Regions from separate parts of the Bos taurus genome. Here region 2 is linked to region 1. The links are chromatin contacts, called in public Hi-C maps. All regions are on one chromosome and are shown on one strand. Each heading gives the region's core, a stretch centred on a gene start, on an enhancer-like site or on the middle of the called end of the contact. The rest is flanking DNA. Distances are from core to core; before and after follow the strand shown.

Region 1 (5,819 bases), core at 1,386-3,885:
ACATATTTCCATTTTTTAGCCACAGTGAGCTGGAAAGGGCTATTCAGCTTTCGTTTTCCATACTGTCAAGAGAAATGTATTATCCCACTTTTGTTTCTACTGTCATCAAATGTATACCGCTCCATTTTATACCGCAGCCAACAAACATGTGTATTATTCCATTAGCAAAACAGTCTGCTGATTTTAGAATATCTAAATTCAATTATCGAGTTCTACAATTATTAATGTGATTTTCCTTAAAATATATGAGAGGGGAGAGAACTGGAAACTAGGGAGCAAAGAACTATAGATTCTTATTCTTTGGTTTGGTTCTAAAGTTCCGCACCAAGAGATGATGGAGCATTTATTTGAGAGAAAAGAACAAAAAGGAAAGAAAGAGGAGTAAGAAGACCACTCAGGCCCTGGAAGGAGCCCTGCGCCCTTTCTGCGCATTATCTTTAACTCCTTCTCTGATACGTAAATATTTCACACGGTTATAATCCAAGCGCACATACACTTCATGGACTACTTTTCCGTAAGATATTACACAGCTCTCTGTTTCAAAATAAAATACATAGTTGCCATCTTCGTGGTGGCATAATATTCCATGATCTTGATACACTGTCATGTTCTTATTGCTGGATATCTGGTTTGTATGAATCAGACTTGTCACAAGATATGACTTCTGAGAAGATCTAGAAATATTGTCAACAGATGGCTTATGAACTGACTTTGATATTACAGTGCCTCTGTTGATGATTCTGCAGCAAAAATGTAACTCAGGATTGCTCACAGGTTGGTTCGAAACATGGGTATTATATATACAAACAGAATTTACAGAGAGATACATGGAATTCAAAAAAATGACAAGAAATGAGATGTAGGTGAGACAGAAAAGGCCAGCTATACATAGAAGCCAAATGCAGCCAGATACATAAAGACTTTTCGGTCACATTACTCATCCACATGTTAGAGTTTTCATGGCCCACGAGTTTCTCTGTCTGAATCCATGATTCTATTTAATCTTGAAATACTGAGCACATCCTCCAGGTTTTATGTCTCTATACAGCTAAACTGTTTCTCAGTTTCTCTCCAAGATTTATGCTAAATCCATACCGCTAGATTAAAGCAACAGTGTCTAAAGTGAAAGGCAGGGATGGAAAGTGGAAAGTAAGGTGTTTTCCTAGTTAGAGAAAAAGACATAGAGGATCTCAGGAGTGACTTTGATTTATGGGATGGTGGATGTTTGAGAAGGTAACCTGGAGAGGAGTAGAGAAAAAGGAAGGAACTGTTTCTGTGGTCTGGGCTTTTATGAAGAGAGACTGAAAGAGCTACACGACGCCCTTGTGTTAGACACTTATGTGTTCAGACTGTGTCTTAGGTCGTAAGGGGCTGAAGTTGTGCTTTTAAAAGAACCAGGTTCCCACCCTGATCCCAGCTGAGCAACAGGGCAAATGCCATCTCCCGGGAACGTTTCAGCCGGCGGAGTGACAAGCTGCAAAAGCGTCCTCACCGACTCTGCTCTGAGAGGAGCCGAGACGAACTGCAAAAGCGTCCTCACCGACTCTGCTCCGAGAGGAGCCGACGCTTCTTTGGTTTTCTTCTCTCCCTCATGGGCCCAGCTGTGACTCCAGGCCAACCTTGAAAACTTACCCAAACTGTTACACAACAAGAGGAGCTGTCTGCTAGAAAAAAGGTCTCTGTAGATGATTTCTTCTCTCTGAGACTCACAGTGGTGGCTCGTGGGATGGTACAAAACCCAAATCCTAGTTCCAAGCAGGGCGATACCCTGTGAGGTCCCGTCAGCATCCCCTGGAGTGTATGCCTGCAGGAAAATGCAAATAGCTTATTCCTCAGTCTTATCTGCTCTGATTAAATGGTACTTATCTTCAGCCCTTGTGTGAAGGGAACTATCAAACTGTGTCACGCAGATCGATATACTTGATTATATACCAGTATCTATGTGGTCACTTCCCTGGTGGCTCAGTGGTAGAGAATCCACCTGCCACGCAGGAGAAGTGGGCTCCATCCCTGGGTCGGGAAGATCCCTGGAGAAGGAAATGGCTACCCACTCCAGTATCCTTGCTGCCAGAATCCCATGGACAGAGGAACCTGGTGGGCTATTGTCCATGGGATCGCAAAGAGTCAGACATGACTTAGTGATGAGCCCAGGTGGGACAGTGGTAAAGAATCCTCCTGCCAGTGCAGGAGACCCGAGAGACTTGAGTTCAATCCCTGGGTTGGGAAGATCCCCTGGAGAAGGAAATGGCTACCCACTCCAGTATTCTTGCCTGGAGAATGCCATGGACAGAGGAGCCTGGCGGGCCACAGTCCCTGGGGTCGCAAGAGTTGGGCACGACTTAATGACAACATACCACATTCACATATACAGACACCTGTGACCATTTCTATGTCTAATTCTGGGTGTGTTAACACACACACACACACACACACACTATATGAGCTCATACTGACACTTCCGATTTCATTCTGATCCTCCCCCTTCTCCGGGGTGGGCACCTGGGGCCGCTCTTCCTGCGGAGAAGCTGCCGTGGCCATGGGATCCAGGGAGAGGCCACACCCAGCCCGTGCAGAGGCCGGATGGACGCAACCCAGTGACCACAGGGTTCCACTCGTCTCTTGCCACACCTTCAGGATTCGCAGCACAAACACAGTGACTCACAGGTCCCGTGGTCAGGAGTCCAGGTTCAAGGAGCAGGGCAGCTGCAGGGCCTCCTCTGGCTGGAATCTGGGGTCTCCTCCGAGCTCTCCGGTACGGATGGCTGTCAGGCCCTGGGACCGTCTGGATGCAACTCTCAAGCCCCTGCAGGCCCCCTCCCTGCCACAGAGGCTGCCCCCTGACTCCAGGGCTCTGCGTGGCCAATAGGACAGCCTCTGCTCCAAATCCCCCTTGTCAGGAAGTCCTCTGTGAAAGGGCTCCCCTGCTTAGGTCAGGCCCACCCAGGGCAATCTTACTTTTCATGACCTCAAAGTCAGCTGTTTAGGGACCTGAATTACATCCATAAAATCCCTTTATCTTCACCATGTTATTTAGTGTGTTAGTTGTTCAGTCATGTCTGACTCTTTGCGACCCCGTGGACTGTAACCTGCCAGGCTCCTCTCTCTATGGGAATCTCTGGGCAAGATTACTGGAGTGGGTTGCCGTTCCCTTCCCCAGGGCATCTTCCCAACCCAGGGATCAAACCTGCATCTCCTTCTTGGCAGGCAGATTCTTTACTGCCTGAGCCAGCAGGGGAGACCTGTTAGTGTACAGGGAACTTAATGACAGGAGTCAGATTCCACTGTATTCACAAGTCTGGCCCCTGGCAACACGAAGTTATCCAGAAGCTGTGCATGGTGGGGCCAGAGAGGGAATCCTGATTCCTTGAGCTAGCCTGACCCCCTAGCTTTTTTTTTTTATGTACTTTTTAATTGTGGTATAAAGCACAGAACATAAAATGCACTGTTTTAATTCATTTTTACTTGTGTTGTGAGTTCAGGAGCATCAGGTGTGGTCATGGTGCTGGACTCCCACCCCCTCCCTCGATCCCCACAGCTCTCTCTAGCCTGTGAAACTTAACCTCCATGTAGACTGATCACCGCTGCCCCGGTCCGGCCTCCCCCGACCCCACCCCCAGCCGGGGCAGGAGCAGGGAAGCCGACAGGCTCGCCCAGTTCGCTCCTAAGCGCAGTCCTGTTGGAGCCTGCTTCCTGTCCCATTCAGCGTTGGCTGCGCATCCGGCCTGCTCTTTACAGGACCCGTGTAGCTCACCCCCTGAGCTGGGACCCTGTGTGCAGGGCAGGATACAGAGGAAGAGACGAGTCAGGGGATGGAAACAGGACGTGCCGCCCGACTCCGCGCTTCCCACAACTCTGGACGCAGTGAAACTTCCTACTCAGTCAGCAAGACAGGGCAGTCAGTCTCTTCAATTTGGGAAAGGAACCAAGCCCAGACCAAGTGAGGAACCTCGTGCCCGACATCCAAACGGGGATGGCAGCGTCTACACGTGTTAAATCACCACCCCTCATGTAGACAGCTTACATGGCAGTTATCTTCAACCCAGGACAGCTGCAAGACTCTGGAAAGGCTTTAGTGCTGCAGGAACTGCTCTCAAACTGCACAATAAAAGATCGTTCTTCAGCTTATTGGAAGCTTCCCCCTTCATGGATGTGTCATTACTGAACAGGGTGAAGAACGTGACTTTGATTCTGTTTCTTTTTTTAATTTGTATTTCTTCTGTTCTGTGTCTGACGGAAGCTGTGGGCTGTAGGTAAAACCTGCTTTTCACATCCCAAGAGTCTTAGGCCCAGCTGGGCCAGTGCAGAAGGGAATATGGTCCCACTTTCTGGGGTCTGAATGCTGTGTTTTGTACCCTGCAAGATTGCTTTAGCTCTGTTCCCGAGTCATAATTATTTCCAGACAAGATGCTGGCTTGGCCGCCAGCCGCGGCCCTGATGCAGCTTTTGAGTTTTTCAAGCAGCAAACACAGAGCTATCCTCTCGCCTTCCGTGAGTGCTTGGTAACGTGGCAAAGGGAGAACTCGTAATTTCCAGCTATGATACTGTGTTTCCAGGATAAAGTAACTTGTTGTTCAAATTCCAAAACCACATGCGTAGAAACTATCATTTTCTATGTGGACAGGAACTCTCCTCTGCAAGCAGAGTAAGGGTGACCGTGTCAAAGGCCTCTCTGCTTTTGAACGTTGAGGCCCGTGAGGTGGCGAGCCCCCCGGGAGAGGGTGGGGCTCAGCCATCTGTGAGCTTTGTGTGTGGACATGGACCGGGCAGGCTGGAGCCCCGGGGACCTCCGACAGGTCGGCTGGGGACCCCAGTGGTGCCTGGAGCACTGAGGATCTTGGGTGTACCTGGGCTTAACTAACACAAATTCAAAAGACTTCCTGCTTAGAAAAAAAAAAAAAGAAAGAGTAGGGGCTATTTATATTGCCACTTCAATATCTTCAATGTACCTGAAGATAAAAGAAAATTCCTTAAACGTAGAGAACTACAGCTACCAGTCCCCAGAGATGCGAGTGCAGCTGTTTGCACGTCCTCCTCCGGAGCGAGAGGGGATCCAGGGTGAGGACGTCAGCACGCTGGCCACTTCTGTGGACGCGGCCGTTCGGGTGGACACACTCTGTGGTCTGACCGTGTCCTCTGTGTCCCGAAGGCAAGTAGGGGACGGGCCCTGCAGCTTCCGTGAGCTGTGCCCAGCCCGGGACTGCGTGCACACACACACACACACACACACGCTCACTGACACACACGCACGCACACACACGCACAGTGTCTGACCGGCCCAGCCTACCTCACTGAGCGTGCTGAGCCTCATCTCTGTCGACAGCTCCCCCGCGGCCCTTCGAGCCTCTTCACCCCAGCCCCTCACCCCCCACCGTGGCCTTGGGTCACGGTTCCCAACTCTGCCCTCTCTCCTCTCCGCAGAGGCCCCGGGACCTTGACTCAGAGATGCCCTCGGGCCCCCCAGCTGGTTCCCACGTCCGCCCATCGGCACAGGGCCGGGCAGCCCCGACTAGCCAGGGCGAGTGGGTCTGTCTCCACCCATGACTTCACAGATCTTCTGTGCCCACATCCTGCTCCCCAACTTTCTGCAAGGTCGCTCAAGGTCACTGAGATGTGCTTTCCCCTTCCTCATGGTCAGTGGCTCCCACACGACCTGGTCTCCCCATTGGCCTAACTCCAAGCTAGGAGCAGAGTCCGACCAAGCCTTGGGGAGGAGACAGGCAGCCTGGTTCAGCCTCACCGAGATGCCTGTGCATTACAGCTGCAGCAAATATGCGGAACGTGAAAAGAACTTAGAGAATTCTACCAGAAACGGCACTGGG
Region 2 (5,819 bases), core at 1,660-4,159, 66 kb before region 1:
GCACACCCAACCCTGGTCCTCTTCTAACTGCCCCGCACCCCATCACATGTAATACCCACGTCTTTGTGGCTTTCCCCTTCAGACGCTTAAACGCAGCTATGCGATCCCTTCTGGGTCTTGGTTTCTCCCTGGTGACCACGCTCTTCCTGTCTCCCTGAGGGTGCCCACTCAGCAGAGGCACTCTCTGTGCTGACACTTCAGAAACTCAGGACTGACCCAGTGCAGCCTGCACACAGAGATAGAGCTGGGAGCGTGCATGCGCACAGCGGGTGTGCGTGTGCACGGCAGGCGTGTGTGTGCATGATGGGAGTGTGCGTGCGCACAGCAGGTGTGGGTGTGCATGATGGGAGCCTGCCTGTGCACAATGGGGGCCTGTGTGTGCAAGGCAGGTGTGTGTGTGCATAATGGGAGTGTGCACATGCAAGGCAGATGTGGGTGTGCATAATGGGAGCGTGCGTGTGCAAGGCAGGTGTGGGTGTGCACTGTAGGGGCAGATGTGTGTGTACATGATGGGAGTGTGTGCACGGCAGGTGTGTGTGCACAATGGGGTGTGCGTGTGCACGGCGGGTGTGGGTGTGCATGATGGGGATGTATGTGTGCAAGGTAGGTGTATGTGTGCACGATGGGTGTGTATATGTGTGCACGATGGGGGGTGCATGTATGCATGGGGGTGTGGGTGTGCACAGCGGGTCATGTGCCTCACAGTCACCCACCTTCTGCACAATGTGGGTGTGTGTATGCACAGCGGGGGTGTGTGTATGGCGGGTCACACTCACACTCACACCTCACACTCACCCACCTTCTGCTCCGTTTCCTCACCAGGTCCCAAGACAACTGAAGCTGCGCCCTCCTCCCCAACCCCTGTGACCCTCGTCAGAAGCCACTGAGGGTGGCAACAGGAGCCACATCCCTGGAGGGCTTACTACTGCCAGACAGGGGGCACGCGTGCCAACCCACACAGGGAAAGTGGGCGCGGAGTCCTGCATTAAGGGGAGGAGCCAGCCCGGAACACCGCTGAGTGGGGTCCTCTGACAGTGAGACCTGGAGGCCCGGGAGGGGATGAGGGGAGGAGGGAAAGGCAGCCTCTGTGCTAGCTCTCGGGGGCACCTGTTTGCTTATGGCCCTCCCCATTCCAGAGAAGATGAAAGGCATTGAATAAAGCTGGTCCTTCATCTAAGCTTTCCTGATTTGGGCATCCAATTGATACATTGAAAATACAGTAATACACACACACCCCCATACAGCGAGTCAAGGTAAACTGCTGCCATGCTTGGGATGGCATTGAACTCCCCTCCAGAGTAGCCATCAGCCTGAGACTCCAGCGGCAGGGCCAGCAAACTTGCCAGCGTTGGGAGACTTGCCAAGTGAGGCGTCTGCCAGAAGATGTGTCATGAGAATGAGCTAATTACCCAGATAATTCACACTCGGGGCGGGGCTGTCACCAGGGGGGTGGAGAGTATCCCAAGAACTCAGGGAGACGCCCCTGAAGGTGTCCCTGGGCTGCGTTCAGAGGACAGCACCCGCCTTCTCAGCGGGGCAGGTGGTCCTGCGTGTGGGGTGGGGAGGAGGCCCAGCCCTCCAGCCCTCCAGCCTCAACTTCAGCCTCGGCTCCCTCTCCTCCAGCCTCCTCTCCACGGCCTCCAGGGCCAGACCGTGGGCCGCGGAGACGAAATGGGAAGCCACCCAGTCCCCGAGAGCCAGGAAAGTCACAAGGCCTGGAGGAGGCGGCTCGGTTCATCAAACCCAAGGCGGACCCACCCCAGCGGCCCCTCCCGGGGAGGGACAGAGGCCGCGTGGCACCTCGCACTCAGGCTGTCGGCCACCCGGCCACCAGGGACAGGAGGAGCGGCCCCGCGGGGTTGGGGGGTGCCGCCAGACAGGGCGCGCCCCCCGCGGGACGCTGTCCTTGACTCTTCCCCAAGGCTCCCGCAGCCCCTCCGGCCGCGGTCGCAGGGGCTGGCCGGTGGCTCGCCCGTCCCGCCTGCCTCGGCCCGCACGCAGACTCCCGCCCGCCCGCCAGCGCTTGCCATCCCGGCTTAACAAGCGCCCCTGCAGGCCCCCTCTCGCACTTTACACGAGCCCACTCCTGCCTCCCAGACCTCGAGGCCCTCGGTCCCCGAGCCCCCTGACACCCTCAGCCACCCAGTCCTCCAGGCCGGGCCCACGCCCACCTTGGCGCAGCGGCGCGCGCACCAGCTCCGGCCGGTCCTCCGGGAAGGCGTCGCGGAGGCGCTGCCACAGGCGGCCCAGGTCGGCCAGGCTGCGGTGCAGGTAGAGCACGCTGCGGTCCGACCACTCGGTGCGGATCTCGAAGAACTCCTCCTCGTCGCCGCGCCGGCTGACAACGAGCCGGCGGATTCCGTTCACCCAGCAGCCGCGCACAAACATGTTCACGAGCGACGTGCCCTCAAACACCGCCGAGGCCATGCCGCCCGCGCATCCCCAGCCGGCAGGGGCGCGCCCGCCCGGGCCGGGGTCCACCCGCGGCCGGGGTCCGCGCGGGGTCCGTCCGGGGCCGGGAGTTGTCTGCAGCCGGGATCTATTCCGGGCCAAGGTCTGTCCGGGGTCCACCCGCGGCCGGAGTCTATCCGGGGCCGGGGTCCGTCCGAGGTCTGTCCAGAATCGGAGCGATCTGGGATTTGTCCGGGGTCCGCCAGCGGCCGGGGTCCGCGTGGGGTCCGTCCGGGGCCGGGAGCCGATTGCAGCCGGGATCTATCCCAGGCTGGGGTTCGTCCGAGGTCTGTCCAGAGTTGGAGCGATCCGGGGTTTCTCCCGGTTTCTCCGGGTTCGCCCGAGGCCGGGGACGGGCCGAGGTCCTCCCTTAACCTGTCCGGAGACCGGCTCGGTAGGGGCCCGGGGCCGGGGTCCGCGCGCTCTCCGGGGTGGCGCGGCCACAGGCTTATAAGGCGCTTCCCATCGCGGGCGGCGCGGTCCCGACGTCGAGGCCGAGGGCGCCTCCGCCGTCCCCGCCTCCGGGCGGAGGGGTGGCCTGGCCGCCGCGCCCCGCGCCGCCTCCAGAGCCCGCGCCGCTGGGGCCGCGGGTCCCCAGGCCGCGGGGCGGAGCGGAAACCCGAGCGCCGGCCCCGCCTCCGCGCCCCGCCCGCCCGCCAACCCCCTCCCCGGGCCGCCAGCCGCCGGCCAGGCCCGGAAGAGACTGAGCCGGCCCCGGGTGGCGACTGTTCTCGTCTCGTTTCTCGATCTTGGGAAACTCTCGGGTCGGGGGGCTACGTGCCCCACCCGACCTGCGGGAGTGGAAGCTGAACTTACGCGCGGCGGGGCGCACCGCTCCGGGGCCCCGGCGCCGGGACTGTCTGGCGGGTTCCCGCCGCCCGCACGTCCACCCCGGGCCGGGCCCGAGGCCGGAGCCGCCCGCCCCGCGTCCCCCGCGCATTCCAGTCGCGCCACTGCCCGGACGCAGCAGGGGACAGACGACGCGGCGGGCCCGCGCCGGCTCCCCAGGGCCCCCACCCCCGGAAGGAGAGGGAACCCGCTGCTCAGAAGCAGGCCGGGCCGGCGGTGGGAGAGGGCCCCGGGGAAGAGCGTCCCCGCCTGCGCTGGGCGCGTGCTGAGCCCAGGGCTTTCGGGAGTGGCCCCGGGGCAGCTGCCCGGGGGAGAACCTGGGGTCGCAGCCGCCCGGCTCCGCATGATGGTCCTCACTGGGAGGTAACTTCAAGCCAGAGTTCAAGACTCGGAAGTTAGTTCAGGCTTTGGAACTCAATTGCAGTGTCTTGGGCGACCTCACGTCGCCCGAGGCGGGGTGGTCAGACCCAGGGCGAGGCCCTTCAGCGCTTTGCACTTCTAGAAAGTCTAAAGAAGCTCGGCAGAAACGGTGGGCACCGAGGGCCGGTTGCCGGTCACGTGAAGCAACTTGTCCGAGGGGTGTGTCCCTCACACCTCCAACACACCCCCAACACACCCCCAACACACCCTCACACACAATCACCATCTCCAAGTTTTGCTCAGCCGGCTCCAGTGATTCGCCCATATCAGATCGTCAGCTTTCGTCCAAGTTTTCATCCAAGTTTTCATCCAAGTTTTCATCCAAGTTTATCTTTACCTCCCGTTTGCCTTGTGAGCTGGGAAGAAAAGGTGTTTTCCACAGGCTGGCGACTCCCCAAAGTGGCAGCAACCTGTCCGTGCTGGTGACTGAGGGGCTGACTGCTGAATCTTGGTGACTGATGGGCTGACCGCGGGGTCTGCAAGAGAAACCAGAGGTGGAGGTGGGGGGCGGGGCCGCTCCCCCCGCCGCTCCCCCCCCCCACCCCGCACCCCGCACCCCCGCCCCGGCAAAGCCCCACTGAGGCCTCCCGCCTCTGTGCCCCTTCCCCCTCTGCCGTGGGCATCTCTCCCACCAGCATCTCTCCAGATGCGCAGGAGCTTTTAGGAAGTCAAGTCTAGGAAGTCAAGTCAATCAGTCACATCCGACTCTTTGCGACTTCTGTAGCCAAGAGTACTGGAGTCGGGTGTCATTTTTTCTCCAGGCGATCTTCCAGACCCAGGCATCGAACCTGGGTCTCCCGCATTGCGGGCAGATTCTTTACCCTCTGAGCCACCAGGGAAGCCCAGGAGCTTTTATGCATCCAGCCAAATCTTCCTGGGAGCAATCAGGTCTTGGTTTCCCTGTTGCCTAGGAGACCTAACTTCGTGAGGCAGCCCTTCAGCTGTGCCAGGCACTCTGGTCACTAAACAGAAGGAAGCGTTTTCCTGTCAGGGATGTTTGTTTAAAGAGACCTGGAACTAGAGAGTAAAAATAGCAACTGCCCAGAACTGACTAATCATTACAGAAATTCTGAGTAAAACAGTGAGCTGCCACTTTTTAATCCATTGTTTTGATACAGATTTTTAAAAATCTATTAAGAAAAATTATCCAAAATCTGAAAATGAGACCAGAAAAACAGTGATCCTTTCAATGTCCTATCAAAGGGTATTTTTCAAGCCCAAGGATTACTTCCTTTTCTAGTCAAATGTACTGGTGTTGGATGCTGCTATTTACTTTTAATGAAAGGCATACCAAGCTGTAGATTTGTGCACAGAAGAGATGCGAATAATTTTTGTTCCCAAAGTAAAGTTAACGTCAAAGGTTATAATGTACTGCTCTATAAGACACTGACCATTTTTCTATCTAGCGTTGCAATCTTATTTTAATATAATCTGACTCTACAAATCCATTTCCACAAATGGTCCTTGAATCAGCTTTTAATCTTATAAACATCCTCAAAAATTAATGAGGTGAATAAACCTGTGCATGCCATATTTGTAGAAAGATAAGAGAGTCATGTTTAATTTGGAAACTTATACTTGGGAAAGTCTGACAAGAACGGGAGTTTTTGCCAGGTTATGGAGAAACATGTGCCCTCCTTGAGTACTGCTTTGGGGTAGCCCATTTGGAAAGGGCTCTTTGGAAGGCAGCTTGGCAGTTGTTAAAACTGAAGACAGTGCAGTGCTCGTGATCCAACAGTTCCTCTTTTAGAGTCGATCCAGAGAAACGTTCCCACATGAGCACCGAGGGAAATGTGCAGTGTTTGTGGTGGTGAGAAAGTGGAATGAAGACCTTCCACCACATACGGTGGTAGATGCGTGTGGTAGAACACTATGCAGCCACAGAAAAGGCACTGGTCCTAAAAGTAGGACCTGTGGTTTGCTGTTTAGCCTCTTAGTTGTGTCTGACTCTGCGACCCCATGGACTGTAGCTCCCACCCCACCCCCAGGCTCTTCTCCATGGGATTCTCCAGGAAAGAATACTGGAGTGGGTTGCCATAGCCTCCTCCAGGGGATCTTCCTGACTCAGGGATCGAACCTGCCTCTCCTGCACTGGGAGG

The links. A called contact is a pair of places that touch in the nucleus more often than the background predicts.
Region 2: a Hi-C map of liver shows a contact between it and region 1, with 3 times the contacts expected there. The contact joins the promoter of PXDC1 here to the enhancer-like site in region 1. A contact is called at or near these places in 5 of 11 Hi-C or Micro-C datasets (8-cell embryo, blastocyst, liver and 2 more).

Annotation. Positions count from the first base shown.
Region 1 is chr23:50,146,612-50,152,430 of ARS-UCD2.0, reverse strand. No RefSeq gene overlaps it. Among named protein-coding and RNA genes, the nearest start is that of PRPF4B, 38 kb to the right of the region's middle. Within about 2 kb of position 2,635, at least 14 of the 102 cell types and tissues checked have an H3K27ac peak or open chromatin away from gene starts, as enhancers often do. A contact at or near this core is called in liver and skeletal muscle, where this site is marked.
Region 2 is chr23:50,213,118-50,218,936 of ARS-UCD2.0, reverse strand. It overlaps PXDC1 (PX domain containing 1), which reads right to left and starts at 2,909. Exons shown (of 5, transcript NM_001076932.1): 1 at 2,172-2,909. The coding sequence starts at 2,427.